2 separate regions of the Gossypium hirsutum genome follow, and region 1 is linked to region 2. A link is a contact called in public Hi-C data. All regions are on one chromosome and are shown on one strand. The core of a region is the stretch at or near the end of the contact, and the rest is flanking DNA. Distances in the headings are between cores, read along the strand shown. Region 1 holds the start of LOC107962907 (hydroxyproline O-galactosyltransferase HPGT3). Region 2 holds the start of LOC107901615 (PX domain-containing protein EREL1).

Region 1 (3,065 bases), core at 356-2,855, 310 kb after region 2:
CATGCATGCTTTAAGGGGGTGGCGCCTACGTGCATTTTGAAAATGATGTGTATATAAAACTTCTGTTATTTAAGACCTTGTTTTGATGAAACTTTTATAAAATATTAATGTTTGAGTTAAGTCAATGTATTTTATTACTAAAGTATGCCTAGGTATTTTTTATATTTTATATAAAAAAATAAGAATATTTCCAAAATAATATTTATTGTTTTATAAAAGTAATGGATTTTTTATAAATTTACAAATCAATTGAAATTTAGTTGATAAGTATGTAATGATCTAGTACAAACTATTTATATCATTCACATGGTGGGTGTGTAAGAAGGGCAGTAAATGTTTGTAATTTGTAAATTACGTAAATCGAAATTTGTAAATCTATCTAAAAATTTAAATTTATTTATTATCTATAATATTATTTGAGTAATATTATTTATAAATTATCTATCAGATATTCGAATTTATAAAAAAAATTAATTTCGAAAAAATTTAATTATCTTTAGGAATGCCAAATTTGCAAAAATAAAACTAATTTCAATTTTTTTTGGATATCCTAATTTGCAAAAGTTTGAATTTGAATTGGCTAGAATACTTTAGGTTTAAAGGTGTAAAAAACCCTCAAACTTTTTCAAAAAAAGCAATTAAGTCTCTGTCTCTCTCTCTCTCACTCAATTAAGTACTTGAACTTTCAAAATGCATCAAACAGGCCCTCAAACTTCTTCAAAAAAAAGCAATTAAGCCCTGCTTTTTTCACTCAATTAGGTACTTGAACTTTCAAAATACATCAAGAAGACCTTTAAAAGTTTTCAAAAAAGCAATTAAACCCATGCTCTTATTAAAAATTAGAAAAAAAATTATAAAAAATAAAAAATTATTAAATTTTAGAAAAATTATTAAATTTTAAAAATATAAAAAAAATTGTAAAATTTTATAAAAATCATAAAAAAACTAGGGGTCGTTAATTTGATTATGATTTTTATAAAAATTTACAATTTTTTATATTTTTATGATTTTTATAAAAAAATTCTAATGTTTAATAAATTTTAATTTTTTCATATTTTTATTAAAATTTAATAATTTTTTAATTTTTTAATTTTTTCTAATTTTTTTCTAATTTTTAATAAAGCCAAGGGATTAATTACTTTTTTTTAAAAAAAGTTTGAGGGTTTTTTTGATGCATTTTGAAAGTTCAAGTACCCACTTGAATGTAAAAAAAAAGTAGGGGCTTAATTGCTTTTTTAAAAAAGGTTTGAGGATTTTTTTGATGCATTTTAAAAATTCAAGTACACAAATGAGTGCAAAAAAATGCAAAAAATTAATTACTTTTTTTTTTTAAAGTTTGAAAACTTTTTAGACCTTAAGCTAATATTTTATATTCATAATCAAATTTATAAGCATTTTACAACATGTGAATTTAAATATCCGGATTTTAGACTGTTATTCAAATTAATAATATAAATTTAAGTAATAAATATGTAAAATACCAATCACATCTACTTCCAATCCATAATTTTAAAATCTAAATTCAAATATAATTCCAAATATTAAATAGGGAATATCTGAATTCGTTGTACAAATTGCCAAGATCTAATAAAAATTACCAAAATTAAATTGGTGGGATTGTCCAAGTTCGGTGTAGGCCGAATCTAGGTGGGCTTGGCCTATACAACCCATCGTCAGTTACCGCTCTCAGATCTCTCTCTTCGTTTTTCTTTTTAATTTCATTTCAAATTTCCGTTTGTTTCTTCTAGTCTTTGATTCTCCGTCATTTCTTTTTCATACTTGATTTGAATCCCTACACTGAGTTCGCATTCTCGTTCATTGTAATTATCCGAATTATAAAAGTAGAGATCATCAGAGACCGGCGATCAATTCTCTGTTTCGATTCTGTATATGCGTTAAGAGTGTGATATGGAGGGTTTACCTACAACCACTAAAGGAGATAAACGATGGAGATCGAAGAATCTGCAAACATCCAAGCCTTCTTTGTTGATGGCTTTTTTCTCTTGCATCGCTTGGCTCTATGTCGCTGGCCGGTTCGTATTCTTTTTCTCTTCGTTTTTATTTTTTGCTTCTCGATATTCAAATCCATTGCGCAAGTTTCGTCGAATTTTTCATTTTGGTTTGTATTTAGAAAGGGAAAAAGAAGATCGTAAAATCTAAATTCGCATTCAATTAAATCAGCTTAACATTTTTTTGTTGATTATTGGTTTTTTAATAAATTTCCGTAGCTAGCAAATTTATTAATCTGAATTATTTTTTATTTTACGAAAATTTGATGAACATTAGGTTTTTTTTTCTTTTTCTTCATTTTTCTTTCTCAATTGTTAATTCCTCCGTCTGTTCGTGGAATTTGGTTTTCCATTTCGGACTGTATTTAGGGAAAAGTTAGGATCGTAGACTCTAATTTTATATTCAATTTCACCTTTTTAAAATAAATCTTCATAGCTGAAATTTTGATTAATCTGAATTTTTTTTTGTGAAAAAGTGATAAAAATTAGGGGGTTTTTTCCCCCATTTTCTTCATTTTTATTTCTCAATTGTTTATTTCACCGTCTGTTCGTGGTATTTGGTTTTCCATTTCTGACAGTATTTAGGGCAAAAATAGGATCGTAGAATTCTAAATTTATATTCAATTAAATCAGCCTAACATTTTTGTTAATAATTGTTTTTAATAAAGTTTCGTAGCTAATAAATTTATTAATCTGAATTATTATTTATTTTGCGAAATTTGATAAAAAATTATGTTGTTTTTTCTTTGTCTTCATTTTTGTTTCTCAATTGTTAATTCCAATCCGCTAGTTCGTGGAATTAGGTTTTTCATTTCGAGTTGTATATAGGGGAAAAGAAAAGATCGTAGAATCTAAATTTATAGTCAATTATATCAGCCTAACATTTTTGTTAATTATTGTTTCATTTCCGTACCTAACAAATTGATTAATCTGATTAAGTTATTTATTATTTATTTTGCACTGATAAAAGATTAGGTTGTTTTTTCTTTGTCTTCATTTTTTCTTCTCAATTATTAATTTCAATGCGCCATTTTGTGGAATTTGGTTTTTCATTTT
Region 2 (3,115 bases), core at 349-2,848:
ACATTTACATGATTGATGATTATCACAGAATCACAATGTGTCTGTTAAAAAATTGAAAGGAAGACCAAAGAGTATTAGATTTACATCACATGGACCCATTTAGATGTGGAAAGTTTTTTCTGAACCCTAATCTACAATCATAGCCTAAGTGTTATAAAGTTAAAGATGAGAACAAAATTTGTGTTGTTAAAGATAACTTGAAATATCACTAAGTCACAACAAGACAGTGAGATACAATCTACCATAGACATATATATTAGTGATTACCACTACAGGATCTGAATCTCTTGATTTTGGAAGGACAACCCACGAAGGTATTGTAACACAGTAACTCCATCCAGTTCGAGGATCATGTGGCCAAACAGTTTCTCTCCCATTCTGCATGTATATGTAAATTGAATAAGCGCTAAAACCAAAATTCAATTATAAGTTTCCAGACAGCCAAAAAGGTTCTACTAATAAAATAGCAACATGAATGAAGAACATCAAAATCCATTCCTTCCTAAGTTAAAAGAAAGATAGTATTCAGAATACCAATCTATGTCAAGATTAAAGTATAGCTCATCCCTTACTTTTAGATGTCTAGATTCTTGATAGAATTCTCCTATCACTGTCCTTATGAAAAATACTACAACTAAAATTTCAGCAGCAAATGCTTAAGAACCATAGGAACTTTGTAAATGCTCAAAACCAGCTTATGAGGACTTATACTGACAAGCGAAGCAAACATAAAATTCTAAATTTACTATATTAATGCATTTAAAAACTGGTTAAGAGGTATTTTATTTAAAAGTCTTTTTCAATTGAGATTAAGATAGCTACATCAGTTAATGAAACAATCTAGCAATCAAGTCCAATCTCATCATTGCAAAATCTATAGTCTGTTTTTTGGGTCTTGATCCACCGTAAAACTCCCTATAAGCATTAATTATGGATCAAAATTCTATAATTTCTATGAACTAAACTCTTCAATCGCAAAATCTGAGTGCCAATTCGAATTCCAAGGTAACTTCAAATAAAATCAACGAAAAGAGAGTAAATTGTCGGAAAGCTGACCAATTTACGAGGGAATGCACTCTTTTTTTTTTTTCAATTGAGATTAAGATTACGTAAGTTACTGAAACAATCTAGCAATCAAGTCCAATCTCATAATTGAAAAATATCCAGTCTTTTTTTCTTTTAGTCTTGATCGACCATAAAACTCACTCTAAACACTAAATTATTGTTCAAAATTCTAGAATTTCATGAACTAAAAACTCTTCAACAACAGAATCTAAGTGCCGATTCGAATTCCAAACTAATTTAAAATGAAATGGTAAATTTGTAAGGAAGCTGACCCATTTACGAGGGGGCGGACTCCAATCCATCCCGAGAGGCAGTGGCGAAGTCCCATCGTGCCTGTGCTTCGGTGGACTCCGTCTCTGCATCATCTATTTCTCCTTTTTATTTACTACGAAACTACGCCGATCTCTGTCTAAGAATCGAAATTGAACATTAAAATCGATTGCAAAGAGCTTTTAGGGTTTATTGATCGGATCGGGGGGAAAAAGTAGACAACTGTACCAAAGCGTCACGCAGGTGTTTAGACGTAGGAATTTCAATTATTTGGCCTTTTTCTCTTTTACTATTATTGATTAGATTTAATTATTCCCCAGTCCCTGTACTCTTTAAACTTTTAAAATATAATCCTTTTAGGAATTTAGTACCTGATTAAAATATGTTTCAAGTCTTTGAACTCTTTATATTTCTAAGAATTTAATCTTTCAACCTTTTCAGATTTCAAAATTTATGTTTAAATTGTTTACCTTACTGAAACTTTTTAGTTAAATTCATTGATATGATATTTTGAAATAAAAATACATTCTTGAGAGTCAAGTAACAAAAAGAAATAACGTTATAATAAATATGTATTTAACAGAATAATTTTAATAATTAAATTTACATTATTAAATCAAAAAATAGAAAAATTAAATTACTTAAAATAAAAATAAAAGAATTAAATTTCAAATATACAAAAAAGTGAAAAAAGCGTATATTTTAACTTTAATTTCTCTACTTTGAATTTTCAAATTAGACATGTATTTAAAATTTTGTGAATAAAAATAAATTAAATTTCAAAAATTTAAAATATATAGACTGATTATAAATTAAATTCTGCTAATTATTATTGATAATTTCGGAATTTGACAAAAAGATGCGTGCATTTTAAGATGGGAGAAGTGGGCTTGGGGGTTGGAGCCTGCTCCGGGATGATTGCCTTATCTGCTTGTACGGGTATAATGGAGTAGAGCCAACCTCGAATTCAGAGTTTGAAGTTTATATTTTGCTCAATTAAATTTATTTATAATTTTCGTACACAAAGCTGGTGGCTTATTTAACAAAAAAAATCTGAAAATAAATTGAGAAACTATGCTGACGATTTAGGCTGTTTTTATTCTTTCTCCTGCAAACCAGATTTATAGGGCGTGTTTTCATTTTAACGGTAATTCTATCGGGTTTATTACTAAAAAAAGCCCTTTTTTTTAAATTTACCGAAATAGGCCACTTTTCTAATTATTTATCGGAATGGGTCATTTTTCGCGAAATCACGTCCACGTCAGCGCGATGTCAGGGTACGTGCAGGAAATCGCGTCCACGTCAGCGCGATTTGCTGACGTGGAAGGAAATCGCTTCCTCTAGGACGCGATTTGCTGACGTGGCATGAACAATGTGTTTTTAGCTTGGAAAACTTTGAAAGGCCATAACTTTTGGCTCGGTTGTCTGATTGAGACGAATTTTTTTGATTTCGAATAAATTTTCGAGATCTACGCGCTGATAAACCATCGAAGGCGGTTTGCCGACGTTTTCGTCGAAAAAGATCCTCTTTTGCCCCTCAATTTTGATTTTTTCGGTTTAAAATTGAATTTTGAAACATTCAAATCGTTATTTTTCTCATTTATTTGAAGTAAACACCGGATATTTTTTTACAGAATTGTCTTATATCATCCTGTTATAGGTATAAGTCAGCTCATTCCACTTTTGAGAAGTTCCCTAAAATTTTCCATTTTATTCAATTTAGTCCCTAAAGCCTAAATAGTCATATTTTCAAATCTAAGCTTCATTTTTCAATTCAAAT

The links. A called contact is a pair of places that touch in the nucleus more often than the background predicts.
Region 1: a contact with region 2 is called in a Hi-C map of leaf, with 2.4 times the contacts expected there. The contact joins the promoter of LOC107962907 here to the promoter of LOC107901615 in region 2. A contact is called at or near these places in 2 of 34 Hi-C or Micro-C datasets (both in leaf).

Annotation. Positions count from the first base shown.
Region 1 is chrD06:23,889,421-23,892,485 of Gossypium_hirsutum_v2.1, forward strand. LOC107962907 (hydroxyproline O-galactosyltransferase HPGT3) reads left to right here and starts at 1,606. Exons shown (of 12, transcript XM_041095401.1): 1 at 1,606-2,033. The coding sequence starts at 1,909.
Region 2 is chrD06:23,584,155-23,587,269 of Gossypium_hirsutum_v2.1, forward strand. LOC107901615 (PX domain-containing protein EREL1) reads right to left here and starts at 1,599. Exons shown (of 10, transcript XM_041095392.1): 1 at 1,338-1,599; 2 at 268-378. The coding sequence starts at 1,430.